Regions from separate parts of the Mus musculus genome. Here regions 1 and 2 are each linked to region 3. The links are chromatin contacts, called in public HiCAR-type and Micro-C maps. All regions are on one chromosome and are shown on one strand. Each heading gives the region's core, a stretch centred on a gene start, on an enhancer-like site or on the middle of the called end of the contact. The rest is flanking DNA. Distances are from core to core; before and after follow the strand shown. Region 1 holds the start of Bnc1 (basonuclin 1). Region 2 holds the start of Sh3gl3 (SH3-domain GRB2-like 3). Region 3 holds the start of Cpeb1 (cytoplasmic polyadenylation element binding protein 1).

Evidence for each region. Hi-C and Micro-C count contacts between places; a contact is called where the count stands out from the background. HiCAR-type assays count read pairs that join an accessible place to other places.
Region 1: a Micro-C map of embryonic stem cells shows a contact between it and region 3, with 2.1 times the contacts expected there. The contact joins the promoter of Bnc1 here to the promoter of Cpeb1 in region 3. A contact is called at or near these places in 2 of 484 Hi-C or Micro-C datasets (both in embryonic stem cells) and 1 of 9 other capture datasets (liver).
Region 2: a HiCAR-type map of astrocytes shows a contact between it and region 3, with 2.7 times the contacts expected there. The contact joins the promoter of Sh3gl3 here to the promoter of Cpeb1 in region 3.

What each region holds. Positions count from the first base shown.
Region 1 is chr7:81,990,812-81,993,553 of GRCm38.p6, reverse strand. Bnc1 (basonuclin 1) reads left to right here and starts at 1,255. Exons shown (of 5, transcript NM_007562.2): 1 at 1,255-1,359. The coding sequence starts at 1,264.
Region 2 is chr7:82,173,470-82,176,178 of GRCm38.p6, reverse strand. It overlaps Sh3gl3 (SH3-domain GRB2-like 3), which reads right to left and starts at 1,383. Exons shown (of 9, transcript NM_017400.7): 1 at 1,160-1,383. The coding sequence starts at 1,204.
Region 3 is chr7:81,453,355-81,456,054 of GRCm38.p6, reverse strand. It overlaps Cpeb1 (cytoplasmic polyadenylation element binding protein 1), which reads left to right and starts at 1,297. Exons shown (of 12, transcript NM_007755.5): 1 at 1,297-1,421. The coding sequence starts at 1,407.

The DNA of each region.
Region 1 (2,742 bases), core at 6-2,505, 540 kb before region 3:
CAGAACAGGCACCTGGGGGAAATCCAGGTGTCCAGTTTCCGGACCCCGTGCAGCACAGATGCCCACACTTTTTTTTCTGTCATGTGTCCTGTTCTCACCTTTCCCCCCTCTGAAGCCTGTTGTCAGCACGTGGGGTAACTGGCATCCTGTCTTCTGTTTGCAACTCTTTCTTTGTCCCGGCATCTCTGATTTGTGCAGGACTGTGTTCCCTTTTCAAGGACGCCCACCAGCAGCGAAGCAGGTGCAACAAATTGGGGGAAAAAAAAAGAAAAAAAAAAAAAAAAAAAAGAAACAGGACCTGCCACTCCAAGTCTAGGCTCTCTTACTTCTAAAAAGGACAGACCCAAAAAGCCAAACACTTTGGCCTCTCTTCAGGTCTCAGGTCCCGCCCTGCCCAAGAGCTATATAGTAAAACCTGGTTCTGTTTCACACCAGCTGTGGACAATCTTCCCCTGTTCTTAGGGCCGAAGGATTCTTTTTCTTTGTCCTCAGGCCCCGGAAAGCAGGTTCTCCTGGCGAGCCCCTCCCCATCGGCTCCCAGGGGACGAAACTCTTGTTTGATTTATCACTTCATCTCCGTGTCTCCTTAGAACCTAGTTAAGTCTAATCCCGCTTTCCAACTCTGAGAGCGAAGTCACCTGTCCCAGGCAAGCGGTAACACCGGGACTTTAACACAGAGCACACAAGAGACCGGGGTGTTTGAGTTCCCAATCAAGCCTCCACGACCCGACCCAAGTCCCCACATCTGTGGAAATAAAAAGTTCCCGGTGGGGGCGGGGGCAGTGCAGCCTTCTGCCTGGTCCACACCGGGACCCGAGGCGCCTCCGGGGGAGGCGAGGGAGGCTGCATCAGCCCGAGAGAGCAGAGCCAGGGAACTTCAGAGAGCGTTTCGCCCTCGCCGGGGAGAGGCAAACACCGACACGTCTGTCTCCTTCTCAACAAGTGCCTTCAAGCCCGCCGGGGGCAGACACCTCCGCGCCCGCGGCCGCCGAGGTCTCCGCTGTGCGCGGGGGGCCGCGGCCTGGCCTCAACCGAGGCGACTCTGCGTGGCCTCCCCACACCCCCTCGAGCGTCGCCCGCAGCCCCCGGCGGCCGGAGTAGGGGCGCGGGGCGGGGCGAGCGGAGGGGCGGACCCCGGGGCGCGGGGCGGACGCGAGGGTGCACGAGGGGCGCAAGGGCCGGCGCGGTCACCCGGCGCCGCGGGGAGCCGCCCACTTCTCCTGCGCAGGGGGGGCGGGGGTGGCCCAGACGGCCAGAGCGTGGATGCGGCGGTCGCCGAGCCGGGGCGGACGCGGAGCGGCCCGGGCAGGGGACGCGCGCCGGGAAGGCCGGCTCCGCAGCGGCTGCAGGATGGCTGAGGTAAGCGGTCGCGCGGGCGACGGGCGCGGGGCCGCCCTACGAGGGCCACCTGCTCGTCGTCGGCGCCGTGTGTGCGTCCCGGGAGGCCGAACTGCAGTTCCTCGCAGCCTGTGCCCGGTCGCAGCGAGGTGACCCGTGAGCGGCGCCCCGTTTCTCTTACACCCCAGAGCCCCTGTCCAACCGCTGTTGGCGCAGGGACGTCCATCTGTCTGGTATTTCAAGCCGTGACCTTCGGTCATCCCGGGAGGAGAGTCGCGGAGACGCCCGAGGGGCGTGGAGGGGGCGCCGGTCCCCTGAGGGACAAATCCTTGCTTTTTTAAAAGGGAAGAGACAAAAGACCAAAAGCGCCGCAAACCGTCAGCTTAGTTAGACGTGTCTGAAGAGGACGGATGCTCGCAGTTGAACCGCGCTGAAGGAGTGCGTTGGTTTGCCGGCGTTCCGCCTGGCTTGTCGAGCGTGGGACAGTGAGGGGTGTTCGTGCCCTCCGGTCGCTCAGGGACTTGGAGGAGCGCATCCGGATGCTGATGGGGAAGCCAGAGGGCCAAGGTCCAGTCTCTTTGGAGATGGTTTACCTGAGAGTGACAGGAAGGGATCCTGGCAATGCAGAGGTGAGGTGCTTAGTGGCCCAGTGACTGTCCACCCCGCAGCGGGGTTCCAGCCGGGCGTACCCCAGCATCCGCTTCGGGTGTCCGCTGTCCACGGGCGCTGCTTCCCCAGGGGAGCCCCTTAACCCTACTGGCCTCACGACTTCGGATAAACTCCTGGGGATTTGTCAGCCAGATGTGACAAGATTGGAGAGGCAAGTGAGAGAGATCTGATATCAATCAGTACATAGCTCGGAGCCAAACTTTCTCAAATGCGGTGTAGAAACATGTTCTTCTCGTTTAAGGCATCTCTTTGTGGCTGTGGGGCTGCCACCAGCCTGAGTTTGACAGTTAAATGGAATGCCAACTAGCAGCCTTAATTGTATGAGTGAAGTTGTATGCAGTGCGGGGGGGGGGGGGAAGATCAGACACTCTGGGGTTCGGTAATGTCCCCTAGTTTTATGGCTAGGCTCACCGCAGACCTCTGAAGATGAGGGCATTTAAATCGGGCCAGACGCCTGGTCACAGCCAGGCCTCTGCTGTTAACACTTAAGGGGCTTGAAAGAGGCCCCACTGGTGTCCTGGGAATCCCTGTCAGAGTGTGTGTGTGAGAGAGAGAGAGAGAGAGAGAGAGAGAGAGAGAGAGAGAGAGAGAGAGAGAGAGAGAGAGAGAGAGAGAACCTGTTACTGCATGGAAACACAGAACAGATATATCAACAATAAGAAGTAAATTTTTCTTATTAAAGCAACAAGATTTTGGTGTGACAGTATAGGTGAACTGAAAAACAGCATTTTGGCA
Region 2 (2,709 bases), core at 134-2,633, 720 kb before region 3:
CACCCAGCATTTCAGGATTTCTCCTCCAGGATTTCTAACATCCTGAATAGCATCACTGTCTGCCCTATGTCCCCTGCTGAGAACAGCCATCACTTAGCTTCCTTGTGGACCAGCTGTGACTTAGGGACTAGCAGTGTCTTTCCGCCTGGAATAGAAAAAAAAAAAAGATTTTTCTAAGGCCAGCTGCAATCTCAAGATCGATATGAAGGAAAAGCCTGAGTGGGACATCGCCACCGACGTGGACTTAAGATGCAATGAAGTCCACCTGGGTTTCAGCAAAACTGAGGCTGGGAAAGAAATGAGGGCAGGGCAACAATTCCGCAGGTGCTGGTGAACAGGTTTTACAACATAGGCTCTACCATTGGTGAAGAGTATAGTGTTAGAAAGCAAATTTGCTTGTGACACACACACACACACACTTTCCTGTGTCCCTGTTTCCAGATTCCTCTGCTCAGAAAGCCCTCCTTTTCCTATAACAATCCATAGACACAATCCTTTCTCAAGCTTAATCCCCAAATGCCCTGTCTTCACCTCCTGGAAGCTTCCCATGAAGCCCCCACTGAATCACCTGCCATCCTCTTCCGCGGAGGCGTGTCTAGCTCGGTTTGTTTACGTGTGTGTTTTGGGTCTCCTCATCACACTGTCTCTTTGAGAGAGCAGGAGCCTGGTGCCAACCTCGAACCAACCCAGTGAAGACGGCCGGCAAGGGAAGGACCACAGCGATGAGCCCCAACCCCTGGAAAGCCAAAACAGAGACTGCCGGGTCCCAGCCAGGGCGCAAGAAGAGCGTCCTGGGTGCGGGGGGTGGGGGTGGGGGTCCCAACGGACAGACGAGAGATTCCGGGGCAGGAGGGAGGCCTACCACGGTCTTGGTCCCAAAAGCTCTCCTCCGGGCGCACATCCCCAAGCCCACCACCTCCGATCCCTTGCCAGCCGAACTGCTCAGATTTACAACCGCCAGGGCGCAGCGGGAGACCCGAGACTCGGGGGAGGAGGCACCAACACGCGCAGCCCAGAGCGCGCGACCGCTACTCGCCCCCCGCGCCCTCCTAGCCGACCAGAAACCCAGTCCGAAGGAAGCCGATGAAGACCCCGAGTCCATGGCCCGCAACCCCTTGGGGACGCCGCCTCCAGAAACCCCTCGCGCGCGCCTCCCTACCTGGCTGGCTTTGTGGAACTGCTTCTTGAGCCCAGCCACCGACATCGCGGCGGCGCCCCGCCCGGGGGTGGTCTCGGGGCTCCGCCGGGCCACGCGGCCCGGACGCTGAGCGGAGCGGGCACCCCGGGCGGTCCCCGCGCGCCCCACGGCCACGGCCACGGCCACGGCGCTGTCACACTGGCACAGGCGCTCGCGCAGATAGCAACACCGTGTTTCGAGGCCCCAACGCAGCCCATTGGTCGAGCCTCGGCAGCATGCAAATGAAGCTTCTAGGACCGCCCACGCTTCATTGTTGCGTGGCGACCAGGAGCTCTTGAGCCAAGAAGAGGACCAGTGGAAGGGCTGGCCGTGGGATGTCCCTGGGATAAGGAGAGCCTCTCAGGACTTCTTTCGGAAGACTTGGGATACAGCTGGCTCTGTGATTGTTCTGGACGCGAGGTCTCTCTGCTCTTCAGGGACTTGGTGGAAAACCTGGTTTTACTCACTGGTAGCAAGATCTCCCCTCCCCAAACCCCATCCCTGAGAGCTTTAGATAGACGTGTGTTGTGAGGAAGGGACGCTGGGATGTGTTCTCAAGGAGAGAAGAAACACTAGAGGAACCGGGAACTGTAGTTAGACGGAGAAACCTGCTTGTGAGAAGTTACTTGTGTTCTTAGCCAGTCTGCCGGAGCGGTTTGGGGCTCCCTGGGAGAGAGTTATGTGAGCTGAGCCTCTTCTTACCAGGCACACCAAGAGCCAGTCTACAACATACCAAAAACAGGACCTTCCGTTCCACTACTTACCAGAGAATTGTTCAGACTGGTCTCCAGGAGAGTCCTTTATACAAGATCCTTTCCACGGGGTCTAGAGGTCCTCACTGAACAGAACCCAGTCACAGAAAAGGAGCTTTGCATTAATTCGTGTGCCACCAACACGTCTACTATTTTCCCTGAATCTGACCTTTCAAAGGCCCCGTGGCTCCTAATGTCTTCAATCCATTTCAGCAATGCTTCACACCGACACGAACACTGTGCAACTTTCAGTCTCTACCTAAAAGAAATGACATTCTGTGGACGCTTCCCGGCGTCACCGGGTCTGGGATCATCAACACTCCTGTCGTCCTGAGCACTTGCAGTTCACACCTGTATCCGGGCTTCTATTTGGCTCTGGCATGTCTCCAGAAGCCTCAGCGCCTGCCTCCCAGGCCTGCCTGACTCCTCAGAGCTTCACCCTAGTGTGACAGGGTGAACACCTACAGCTCTCTATGCCTAGGTTTGCTCACAATGACTAGGAAAGTGTGGTGTCAACAGTGCCCTGCCTCTGATATGGGAGAAGATGTGGCCATCTTAACAAGCATGAGTGGTGGGACAAGGTTACTAAATGTGACTCAACACTCTTTGTCCTAGTTAGCCAAGGGCTTACTGACACCAGACAGAGGTAGGTGGTGTGACAGTGGTGACCACAGCAAAATGCCCAGTCTCCTCTGCTATCCCATCCCCACTAAAGGTTTAGGGGAAGATGGTCTCCCTTGTCCTGGACTAGTCTGTGGCTGGGTAGGAGATGTTCAGCTG
Region 3 (2,700 bases), core at 48-2,547:
CTTCAGTAACCCTTGGGAACGACCACAGAATGGAGACTAGCCAGCTGTCATTCAGCTCCCTCTGCACTTTAACTCCAGCATCTGTCCTCTTCCCCACCTTCTCCAAACACACTAGGCTAGGACCGTAGGCTTCCTTTCTTAATACCCTGGGCAGAAGCTTATACGTTCCTGCCTCACAAACCTGCCAGCAAGTTGGTAACAGCTTCTTCACCTGTCAGGAGGAACCTTGAGTATAATACGCGCTGAATAAAAAGTATAACATATAAAACACTTAGAAATGTTCAATAAGCTCTGTTCTCTTTCTTAACCAACCTAGTGGCTTATTTCCCACCTCCAACTCTCCAGCAACACCTTAAAAGAGACCTGGCAACTTCCAAGCTTGTTCACCTTTCCTCTAGTTTCCAGCTAGCTGCAGAATAAAAGCCCTTCAGAAACTGGGCTCGGGCTTCCCTCCTGTGGCACCAACACGCATTAGCTGGTCTTAGTCAGATTGAGCCTCTCAGTGCATTCCTCCCTCTCCGCCTTCCCTGGTCTGCAGCCCGGAATGCCATCTCCGCCTCTGCGCTCGCTTGGGCTTCCGGTCTGGTCCAGCCCTAGCTGGCCCATGACGCCTCTCGGAACAACAGCTTCGCTCACCCTGATCTCTTGCCCCGAATTTTGTCAGTAAAGCGTCCTGTCATTCTGGAGGGAGCGTCGGGAGCGGTTTCCCTGGGGAACTGCAATCCGAAGAGGATCACTGCTGTTTTCGGAACTTTCCCGAATCCCCTGACGCCTGCGCTCCGGGTTCCAGCTCGCTCCAGATGCAGTGGCAGTCGGTCTGAAGTGAGGGCGTGTCTGCTGCAGGTGGGGATGGGTGGAGGGGCTGGGTTCGGTGCCACCGGGGCTTCCACCCGAGAGGTCACTAGCAAAGGAGAGGCGTGGTTATACGTTTTTTTGGGGGGGGGGCGCACGTCACCGGCGCAGCGGGGCATCCCAGGGTCTTGTAAATCTGTAGGGAAACTGAGGCCCGCGGGAGAGTGAAATGGTCAGGGTCACCGGGCGAGGGACTTGCTCAGGCCTGAGCCCCCTCGGGCTCCGGGGAGGCAGTGGTGGTCTGTCTTGGCTCGAGCCTCAGAACTAACCCCCACCCCCCGTTCGGACCCCCAGGCCCAGGGTGGGCGGCGGAGCGCGGGTCTGGACGGCAGGAAGGAGCGCAGGGGGCGGGGGCGGGGACGAGGCCGGGCGGGGCCGACACAGGTGCTCCTCGTCAGGCCAGCGCCGCGGAGCTTTATAAGCCGCCGGGGTGCGGAGTCGTGCGCTGCTCGCTGCAAAAATAGTGCCCACGTGTGTGCGCGTCCCGCGCCGCACAGACCCGCCGGCCCGCGCGCCCGCCCGCCCGCCAGTCCCTTAGGGCCACGCCGGACCCCATGGCTTTCTCTCTGGTAAGAGCCGCCGGGGCGGGGCGGGGCCGGGCCGGGCGGGGCTGCTGTCCCCGCCGGCCGCCTCGGCTAACGGTCCGCGCGCAGTCTCGCCACTTCACAGGGCCCCCTCACCGCCGCCCGGGTTAGCGTCCCGGGCGGGGCGCCGGTCACATGCCCGCGGTCGTGGGCCTCGTGGAGCGGTGTGGGGCGCGCGGGGAGGGGCAGGGAGCTTCCTCGTGACTCAGGCCTTTGGGCTTAAAGGCGCCGCGGCCCTTCGGGGGCGACCGCCGGGGCCTCGGAGCTGCACTTGCACAACTCTCGGTGGCCTCGAACATACGTCCAGACAGGAGCCGGCCGCGCGGACGGGCGCCCGGACGCCAACACTTCCTTTTTCCGCAGCCGTCGCACGGGAGAGCTCGAGCGGCCGGCCGGCTGGCCGGCGGTGCCCGCGGCTCCCGTCTCTCTCTTTCCTTCTCTCTCTCTCCCCGAGAGTCGCCTTGGCGTCCCGCAGGAGGCAGGGGCTGGCGGCTCGCTGCGGGCGGCGCAGCAGCGAGCCGCGGAGACCCCCTCAGGCTGGGGCGGCGCAGGGGGAGACGCGCCACGACGGCGCTGACATGGCTCCTTTAAAGCCGAGGTCTCGGGCCCCTCGTGCGGGCCGCGCTCTTTCCAAGCCCGGGGAAGTCACGTGGCTTCACACGTTCGATTGCTCCCGGAGCCCTAGCCCCGAGGGTGGACCGGGCCAGGTGAGGTCGCACGTGCGTGTGACCGGGCTTCGAGGGCTGTCCCCGGGAGCCTCGCGGGGCTGGGGGGCGCGGGCCCGGAGGGGAGGAGGAGTTGAGCAGCCCGCGAGGGGGCGCAGGCGGGAAGCCAGCTAGTCCTCGGCGGCGTCCGCTTGCCTCACTCGGGCGGCCTGGCGGGACGCACTCATGTGGCCTCGAGGGTGTCGCTCAGCGTTTCTCAGCCAGCAAGGCCAGGTGTCCAAATTCGGGGGTGTCGGGTTGCAGATGGGCTCGCGTGGCCTCCAGCCCTGACCTCTGGTTTGGGGGAGCGGAGGCTGGACGCTGGGCGGGTAGGGCTGACAAGGCTGCTTCACTGGGGGCCTAGACGCAACGGGGTGTGTGTGGGGGGAGGCCCATGCCTAGGCAGGGGGACCCATGTCAGCAAAGAGCGTCCTCGGTGGGCAGCGCAGGCCACCCGTGTGGGTTGCTGTGCGGTTCCAGCCTCTCACGGTCACGAGCCTCATTTCCAGGGGGCTCTGCAAGGCCACGGTTCCTGCAAAGTGGCCCGCAACACCAGAAAG